2 separate regions of the Danio rerio genome follow, and region 2 is linked to region 1. The links are chromatin contacts, called in public Hi-C maps. All regions are on one chromosome and are shown on one strand. Each heading gives the region's core, a stretch centred on a gene start, on an enhancer-like site or on the middle of the called end of the contact. The rest is flanking DNA. Distances are from core to core; before and after follow the strand shown. Region 1 overlaps pip4k2aa (phosphatidylinositol-5-phosphate 4-kinase, type II, alpha a). Region 2 overlaps pkd1l1 (polycystin 1 like 1, transient receptor potential channel interacting).

What was found. A called contact is a pair of places that touch in the nucleus more often than the background predicts.
Region 2: a contact with region 1 is called in a Hi-C map of embryo, with 1.6 times the contacts expected there. The contact joins two enhancer-like sites. A contact is called at or near these places in 1 of 18 Hi-C or Micro-C datasets (embryo) and 1 of 4 datasets of contacts at active chromatin or transcription factors (caudal fin).

The regions. Positions count from the first base shown.
Region 1 is chr24:20,985,218-20,990,229 of GRCz12tu, forward strand. pip4k2aa (phosphatidylinositol-5-phosphate 4-kinase, type II, alpha a) reads left to right here. Exons shown (of 10, transcript NM_001128702.1): 7 at 3,349-3,462; 8 at 3,562-3,802. The region is part of intron 2 of skida1 (SKI/DACH domain containing 1); the gene reads right to left. Among named protein-coding and RNA genes, the nearest start is that of mllt10, 25 kb to the right of the region's middle. Within about 2 kb of position 2,179, at least 10 of the 62 cell types and tissues checked have an H3K27ac peak or open chromatin away from gene starts, as enhancers often do.
Region 2 is chr24:21,181,081-21,186,092 of GRCz12tu, forward strand. pkd1l1 (polycystin 1 like 1, transient receptor potential channel interacting) reads left to right here. Exons shown (of 54, transcript XM_073940623.1): 33 at 2,106-2,279; 34 at 2,403-2,522; 35 at 4,237-4,303; 36 at 4,376-4,467. Among named protein-coding and RNA genes, the nearest start is that of pdia4, 21 kb to the right of the region's middle. Within about 2 kb of position 2,256, at least 4 of the 62 cell types and tissues checked have an H3K27ac peak or open chromatin away from gene starts, as enhancers often do.

The DNA of each region.
Region 1 (5,012 bases), core at 929-3,428:
TGATGTTGTTCTATTAGAATCAAAAGGCAGCTTTTCACAAGACTATAGAAACAGTCCCAATTTAAAGTAGTTGCTTAGCCTGGTTAGCACCTGAATAGGAGAAATGGGAAAACCAGGTTGCTGTTGGCAGTAGTATTAGTGAAGCCAGCAGGGGGTGCTCAATCTACAGTCTGCGTGAGTCCTGATGCCCCAGTATAGTGAAGGGGACACTATACTTGTCAGTAAACGCTGTCTTTCAGATCAGACCTTAAACCAAAGTTCTGACTCTCTGTGGTCTTTAAAAATCCCATGGCCCCTAAAAAGTAGAGGCTTAACCCCAGTGTGCTGGCCAAATTTCCTACATTGGCCCTTACCCATCAAAGTGGATGCTGCAGACTGGTGATGAGGTAGAGAGACCCCTCTCGTGATTTTGAAGCAGTTTGGGTGTATAGCCATGCACAATAAATGCGCTATATAAATGCATGTTACATTACATTGCATTGCTTAACAGGTCCGGTGTAGCCTTTGCTTGGTCTCATACCCTGAAACACCCTGACCCGCACCTCTGAGCAATGTAAAGTGCAAGATCTTTGATTGTTTGGCTTATTAGCTGTGATGATGGTGGTCATTTCTGATGGAACCTCAAAACACTGTCAAAGAAACTCGACACAGTTAAACAATAGAATCCCCACTGCCTACTAGTGTTTTGTAAATGTGTTATTGCAGAGTAAATGGGATGCAGAAGTATAAATGCTCACAATGGCATCAGCTACATGCCGAGGTGGGGTATGGTGATCACTCAATACAGAAGTATAAATGAAGCTTTTGCCCTGCATGTGAGATATAAGGCTTCTCCTCTTTCTCAGAGGGCTCACTGTTTTAGTGACCATTTAGCTGCTTGTTGCCTTGCCAGGTCATGAAGAGGAGTAGAAAAAAAGGTTATTTTCTTCACATCCTTGGTTGGGTTTTCTGAAAATACACCCATTTTTTTCTAACTGCACCTGTACTTGTTTATACAAATTTATTCTTTGAAGTAGTTTTTTTCAAAAGTATAGCTTTCTTATACAGTCTTTTTTTAAGCTAGAGCTGTTTCTCCATAATTGCACCTCAAATTATCCTCTCGTTCGGGTTTACAGTTCTCCTCTCAAGCCATGGTATGTTGGCAGTCACTATAGAAAAGGTTTACAGCAAATAATTTTATACATAGATTATTTTTTATTTTTTCTTATTTAGTTTTTGTCAGATATTTGAGTGTTTACAATGTCAGTATAGCCCTAGAATCTGACGTCCACTTTAAGAAATAAAGGTGCAAGCTATTTTTCTTGGATGGTACCTTTTTTAAAAGGTATGTTTGTATTTAAAGGATCTAAAATGAATACTTTAAAGATATATTAAAGGTAAACTATGTTGCAAGTGATTTTACTTTAAAGATGTGTCATATTTAAGAATATTCACTGGATATTACTTATCAGGAAATGAATGACTCATAAAATGTTGTGATATGAGTTTGGAGGGTATTGGCTGAAATGAGAAAATATTGAGTAAGAGGCTTGGTGACTTCTTATCAACCATTTTGGTTGGAGTGTCCTGTTTTGAAAAGCATGACTAGATGAATCTGGCACAATAAAACTCATTCATACTTGAGATGTGTGATATTGACAAGATATTCAACCATATACCGCACAGTGTTTTTGTGACTGTACCCTGGCTGGTCTGTCATGCATGAATATGACATTATGATTCATTCAGAATTACTAAGCAAGTGGCATTCATTTTGAATTGACGATTGAATCATTGGCTCACTTATTTTGTTTACAATATACATGTATGAAAGAAACGAGCTAAGATGTACAAATGATCTGTTTAGTTTGAAATGGGTTTTTTTCTCCAGCGAAACTAAAAATAAAGAGAAGATTGTGTCTGAAATATAACTCGCGCAGTTTTAGTATGTTAAAAATTGGAATGGAAAATTGTTGTGTTTTTGTGTCTTTATAGCTGTCACTTTTCTGAAATTGAATAAAGCCAGTATGTGTGTTAATCTTTAGTTGATTCACAACATTTAATCATTGCCCTCCCTTGGATGTCTGTTCACTTTTCGTGTTATCTGATGTCACTTTAAATGCACTTTCCTCACCAGACCCTCCCCTAAAGCTCTTCACCCTACCAACAGGACACACTTTGGCTATCAGTGACCTAGATTTCACAACAACATAGGTGTATGTTTGCACTTGAAAGTTGTGAAATCTGCAAATGTTCAACGCTGTTAAAGTCCATTGAAAACTGCACTGGAGTCTGAAGCAACAGTACCAAAATTACAAAGAATCGCTAGAGTAGGTTCAAGCTTTAAATCACCATGGAGGAGAAATAATTGCCTGCAATTCTTTTCAATAGTTTGAATGAGCCATAAAAGGTTATTACATGGAAGTGTTATTATTGAAAGCTGAGACACTACATTTATATTCATTTCAGTGCCTTGTAGTTACATGTAGGCATGGGACAGTTACAGTTGTCAAGTTTAAATGTGGTTTGAAAAAGGTTTTCAAGGACTTAAAACCGCCAAAAATGGTATATGTGTTTTTTTTTTTTGTTGTTGTTGTTGTCTTTTTACAACTATTTTATTTAGTTTTTAATGCAACAGTAGCAACTCTCCAGATGAATAGGATCCTCCACATCAGAAGCTACTGTTCCAAAATATTTCAAATGTATCTTAAAATAAAAGATATGGGCCTGGTTTCACAGACAGGGCTTAGACTAGCCAGGATTGGGCCATAGTTCATTTAGGACATTTAAGTAATTTTTGTAAACATGCTTAGAAAAAAAACATTACTGGTGTGCATCTTGAGACAAAACAAAAACACTTATATATTTAAAAATCAAGCAGTGCTATTTTATTTCAGTTGAAACATTTTAGTCTCTGACTAGGCTTAAGCCTTGTCTGTGAAACCGGAGGATGGTGTTCAAGAGGGGGAAAAGTTGTTTTAAAGTTAAAAACAACATATTTTAGAGCAGTAATCTCAATACCGTGATACTTCGAAACCATATTTCTATCCAAGGTTATTTATACCTTTACAATCTTTTACCGGTTACATTCATCTTTAACTCTATTCATTTCCTTTGTAGGCCATTCTGATTATCTCTATATACAAATGTAGACCAGCTAAATCTGCCAGCTCCCTCATTTGTTCATTCGTGGGTCTCTTGACACTACACGCAGCTGAACACAGTGAACAGCCTCTTATTTGTGAATCTATAGCACCCCCTGCTGCGCTACATCATATTACTGCATTTGTTTGAATGTTAAAGATGAAGCACTTAAGAGTCTGCGAGTGTGAGCATAATCGGCTAAACACTGTCCCTTTTTTCAAGCAGGCTAAAGAACTGCCTACGTACAAAGACAATGACTTTATCAACGACGGACAGAAAATATACATCGATGACGAGAGCAAGAAAATCTTCCTCAATAAGCTTCAAAAGGATGTGGAGGTAAAAAATTCAGGATTTGCTTTTGCACTAGATGAGTCATTTGTCTTGTGCACTTCCTCAATCTGTTGTCTGTTTTTCCTCCCTCGTCTCTCCGTTCAGTTCCTAGCCTTGTTGAAGTTGATGGACTACAGCCTGCTGGTTGGGATCCATGACGTTGAGAGGGCAGAACAAGAGGAAGTAGAGAGCGAGGATAATGAGGGAGAGGAGGAAGGAGAGAGTGATGGAGGGATTGTGGGCACTCCTCCTGACAGTCCCAGTAACACTCTGGACAGCACTAAACCACTCTCGCCGGGAGATTTCGACCCCAATATTGACGTCTATGCCATCAAAAGCCATGACAGTGAGTGGAGCTAATGTGTTGTCTTAATGGGGCCTTCCTCTGTTTTTGACATATGCCATAGCTTTACAACAAAGCAAACCACATTTAATTACCAAAACAACTTTTGTAAATGCTCCTTACATGCATCATGTCCTTCAAGATTATGCTTAGTGTCTAACTTTTCACAGCATTATTTGCCTGGTCATTTTGGCAAATCTTTAGATGTTGCTCTTCTGTAATGCTGAGTTCAGACAGCACGATTTTCAAAGTAATCATGTCTCGGATGTTTTCACACTGCGTGTCTATCTTTGGTAGCATTTCGTCAACGCTGTGTTTTAGTGGCAAGATGGATTGACGACCGGGTGTTTGACACACTGCATGACTTTACTATAGGAAGAATCACCAACAACCAGGGCCTCAGCAAGCTCTAGGCAAAGGACGATCACGCCGCCCTCAACCCGACAGTGCAAACAGAAATTACCGGTTATCAAATTGAAGAGCGGGTGTTGAGGGAGGTGCTGCGGACACCGCCTTCTTTATTCTGCCGCCCAAGGGGCGGATATAACTGAGGCGGCGGGGGGTGAGGGAGGTGTCGCGGACATAACTGAGGACGCAGGTGTTGAGGGAGGTGTAGCGGACGCCACCCTCTTTATTCTGCCGCCCTAGACAGTCCCCTAGGTAGCCTCTATGGATGCGCCAGCCCTGCCGACAACTCTGTCTCAGTCCACAAACTACATCTCACAACCAAACACATGTGAGAAGTGACATGGAAAAGGTTACGTAGAATATCTTGTGTTATGAACTATCTAATGAGAAAGAAGCCTTTAGTGGGGTAGAAAATGTACTTATTTTGCTCACCTGACATTTTTAAAGGGAAGTAGCAATTTTCAAACTTTTTTCTTTTTGGAGCTGGTTGTGGTATTTCTCAGATGACACATCAAACAGACATGGGTTCTCCTGCTAAATTTCCACTAGCTTTTCCTCCATTCCGAAGTCCAAATAGACCGAAAAGAAGCCCTTGTAATTTCTCCCCAACACTCCATCTGGCCTGCAGAGACCCATACTAGTGGATGCTGCTCTCTCATTGGCTGTAGGTAATTGTTGATGTTACTTTCAGTCAGAGCACATTTCACATGGCATGATTTGAATCGCGGACAGCTCCAGATATTTAGCACGCCAAATATCTCACAGGTGTCAGCGACTCATCTGCGATTCTCTCAGATCTGACTGT
Region 2 (5,012 bases), core at 1,006-3,505, 200 kb after region 1:
GGTCTATCAAATGTAGAGCAGCCTCAAAATAATTTCATTTTAAACATAAATTGTGCACTGATACTTTTTACCCTGTTACGGACAAAAGTAGCACAACAATATTTGCTAAGTTTACTTGCTTAATCTTGTTTATTTTAATTTAAAAAAAATATATTTTTATTGTTTTTAGCATGAGAAAATAGACAATAACATACACAGAACAAGCAAAAAGAAAAAAGTACAAAGAACATTTCACAGTACACAGACAGTCGGACACAACATAATACAGTATCATCCAGAAAGCATAAGTGAGAAAAATTTTAATTAAATATAAAAAATAAATAATACAAAGAAATCTGTAGGCTCTACAACTCTACATAATCCCACCTATAAAGAGTTACAAGTCAGCATTACTGATATAAAACATAATTGGGTTCCTGATTTTAAAAAATCTGTTTAGTTTGTTTGCCATCCCATATCGCATTTCTTCCATGGGCAACACATAACCTAAGCTCCTACTCCAGGTTTCAAAGACAGGCACGTAATCTGACTTCCAATTTTGTACAACTATTTTCTTTGCTAATATCATACACAAAGATACTGTCTGTGATATATATTTATCCTATTTCTGAGGTGTCTCCAAAATGCCAAATTTTGGCTTTGATGACAGATCAATCATTTACTTCAGGTATACAATTAAAATCGTCCTGCCAAATTGAACTAATTTTATGGTATGACCAGAATCAGTGAGTCAATGTACCTTCAAAGTGTTTACATTTATTTCACAACAAGGATACATTTAAAAAAAATCTTATGTAATTTTACTTTTGAAAAATGAAGTCTGTGGATAACTTTAAACTGAATCAGTTTGTGTCTCAGGTTGATAGAACAATCATGAATTTTGGAAAGATAATCTTCCCATGACTTATCTGATATGTCTGTATTAAGCTCCTTCTTCCACTCTTTCCTAAGTTTGTCAGTGTTTGAATTAAGCTTATCTAATTATAAGTAATAAAAAATAGATTTTAATGACCTTTTTTTTGTCGGGTTGTGTTTTGTTATATTTTCAAGTGTCTGGTGTATGGATATTTTTTAAAACCGGGAATTACTTTCCAATCTTGTTTATTTTAAGTATACTGTTGATGTTAACTACAACCATATTTTGTCCTTTTTTTGTGCAAAAAAAAAAAAAGATTAAACTGCATTTTCATTTTAAATTTCAGCTCCATCAAATGTTTCAAAAGCAATCAGACAATGCAATGCGTTACAATTTTTTACAATGTTTAACAATGTAATGCAAAATGCAATAATGTTATAAAACATATAAATCGAAAAACTGAAAACTCTAATGTGGAAGTGAAAAATAAGGTTCGGCTATTAGGAGTGAGACATAAATAACAGGGTTACTTTTGTCCCTGCAGGAAGCCTTGCCCTTTAAAATAGATTTAAACTGAAAAACCTAGACAATGCAAACTTAAGGATGTGTTATTGCACTAAATAACATGTAGATTGATCATTACCGTGATGTATGAAAAGAGAAACACAATTTGTAATAATGAGAAAGATAATAACTGCTACAATCATTTAGTTTTTCCACTTAAAACTGAAGTTCAGACCTAAACGTGGGACACGGTCCAGAAATCAGGTGATATTTGGCAGCTCCATCAAGAGTTGCATGCTGAATGTGCTGTTATAGAGTGGAAAGCAAATGTTTTCAGGGCTTTGAGAAAATAAATTTTTTGTTACTTTCGTCCCTACTTTTGTCCCTGCTCTCCCATATCACAGGTATAAATTACAATATAAAATATATTAAAATATACAATATTAATTGTAATAGTATTTACAATTACTATTATAACAGTAATTGTTTTACTGTATTTTCCAATTAAATGCAACTTTATTATTGGTATTATTATCATTTACTTAAAAATGTAAAGAAAAATGTACGAAATGCAGCAATAAAACTAAAGTCTTATTAATTTTCCAATCCTTTTTTTCAAATATATTCTAGAATGCTATATATATTGAATATATGATCAACAATCAAGTTTTGTTGAGTGTGTGTGTGTATTTGCTAAAGCTTCTCAACAAACTGTATTTTGTGTGTTTGTTTGTGTTTGCAAAAGCTTCTATATTTGAAGCTGACAGAATATCTGGAGGACTTTCACCCATGGTTTTCCGTGTACAGCCGTCCATCTTCCAGCTCTCACACACACACCCAGCGTTTGAGTGTGTGTCTGCTGCTCCTGCAGGGCTACATGTGTGTCAACACGCTGCTCATAAATCTTTTGGAAGAACAGGTGTTCAACACAGAAATCAATACATGTCAACAAACACTGCGTCAACATGTGTGTGATGTTGTTTGATTCGTTTACACTTTATTGAATCGTATCTTTTGTTTTCCACTGTGCACCACTGGGCAGTGTTTTGCAGAGACAGGACTCATTGATGTTCCGGCGGTCAGCATGTTAACAGGCGTGTGCAGTGCTCTGGCTGTGATGCCGGCGGGGGGTTTGGTGTCTCTGGTGTTTCGTGTCAGCAAGGTCAGAAATCCCAGACTGCCTGAAACGGTCTGCCACAGAGTTACATATTGGAGCTACTGGATGCATTCATTTAGACTATTAGTATATGTGATGTATGATTTAGGTCTTTTTTGTTCTTTCCTCCATAATATTGGTACCATCGGTAAATATGAGCAAGAAGGAGGTGACAAAAATGTATTTATTGCTTAATCTCTTGCTCAGAATATTAACAAAAAAAACAACAACTACCTGTCGAAGACTAGAGCCTATAGAAGCTTTAAAAAGTTACAAAAAATCATTTAGGTTGACACGGTGGTTCAGTGGTTAGCACTGTCGCCTCACAGCATGAAGGTCTCTGGTACAAGTCTTGACTGGGTCAGTTGGCATTTCTGTCTGGAGTTTGTATGTTCTCCCCATGTTCGCGTGGGTTTCCTCTGGATTTTGCATAAGCTAAATTAGCCGTAGTGTATGAGTGTGAATGACTGTGTATTGATGTTTCCCAGTAGATGGAAGGGCATCAACTGAATGAATGAATGAATGAATGAAAAAATATAATTTTTTTTGATATCAATGACCCAAAAATGCTTCCTGCTGTGGTTCTTGGGGATTTTTTTGGCTTCTTGAACCTCCTATTGGTGATAAAGACAAGCACATGTCCTCTTTTGCCGTGATTTGGAAATGTTTATCAATTTTTTTGACATTTTACCATACTTTTTTACCATACATTTTACCATACTTCCCAAATTCACACATATATTTAACAACTTTGTGCTTGTAGTTGTTTGTTCTCAGTGATGCTGAGATGTTTTTCTTTTGGTAATATTTTGAGCGAAATATCAAAAGGTTAAAGAATAAAGACATTTTACTTCTATCTTTTCTCATACCTATTAGACATTCAAATAAGGCATAGACTAAAGCAGAGGTATTTCTGACTTATGTATACTTTATACACTGTATTTTTTACATTTTATGAATTGTTTTAAACATTTATTTGGGGGACAGGGGTGGACACTTTAAGAGATTATTATTATTTTTATTCTTTATTCATTCATTCATTTTCCTTCAGCTTAGTCCCTTTATTAATCAGGGATCGCCACAGCGGAATGAACCGCCAACTTATCCAGCATATGTTTTACGTAGCAGATACCCTTTCAGCTGCAACCCAACACTGGGAAACACCCATGCACACTTGCATTCATACACTATAGCCAATTTAGTTTATTTAATTCACCTGTACCGCATGTCTTTAGACTGTGAGGGAAATCGGAGCACCTTGAAGAAACCCAAGTGAACACGGGGAGAACATGCAAACTCCACACAGAAATGCCAACTGACCCAGCCGGAGCTCGAATAACCAGCAACCTTCTTGCTATGAGGTGATCGTGCTACCCAATGTGCCACCGTGACACCCTTATTTTTTTTTGTTTTATTTTATAGTTTATTTTATTTATTTGGAAGAGAGTGTCTTCATGTCCAGTTGTTATTGTCACTATGTGAGTTTTTTTTTGTGTGGCACTTTTATGAAATAGGGACTCTTAACTGCAAACCAAATCTACCTTCGGGTATAAATAATGTAACCCAACCTAACCTGTTAAATTTTTAGATAAAGTACAAATCTCAAATAAAAATTAGAAGACACTTTTGACTGGTTTTCTGCCACAGGGTCATATATTTACCAAGAATGCCAATATAAGTAAAGGGCAGTGTTTATTGATTTTCCTTGATTTCGTTTTAGACCAAGTCCAGTAGTGTGTCTGGAGAGCAGTATAAACTCAAAGTGTCTGATGTCTGCTCTGTAGAAGGTATGCTTTTATATCATTTACCTTTAGTTCTCATCCTGTGTTATTGAAAATAATTTTGGTTCTTTTTTACAGAGCACCACAATGCATTTCTGATGAATAATCGTGCATCTGAATCGTGTCTGTCCTGGAATTCAGTTTCATGCTCATGTAAAAAAGAATATAAGGTATAATGTAGAGGTGAAATGGTGTATTATGGAGTCAATATAGGACTGTATAAATGCAAAATAAAATAGTTTTGCAAACAAAAATGAAAGTTTTGAGCAACAACAACAAAAAATAAATAAATAAATGCAAATTTCTAAAAATTGCAAAGAGAAAATAAATTTTTTAGAAATAAAAAAATTTGTTAACAAAAAAAAAAGAATTGCAAATCAGCAAGCAGTACAAAATAAATAAATAAATAAATAAATAAATAAATAAATAAAAATGTGTAATTTAAAAAAAAGACTATATATATTTGCAAAAAGTTTTCATAGCACTGCCTTTACAAAACCCCTGTAGTCAATTGCAATGCTTATTTTGATTTGCTTTTTAGTCAACAGAGGGCCTGCCTAAACGCTCAAGTTGACTCCGCCTCCTTGTCTATAGTATTTTTTTAAAGTATATATGGCCCTAGATTTACTCCATATATTTTTATGATTTATGTTTAAATAATTTTAGTCTACTTTACTAAAAAAATTCCCTTAAAAAAATTGAATTACTGTATTTA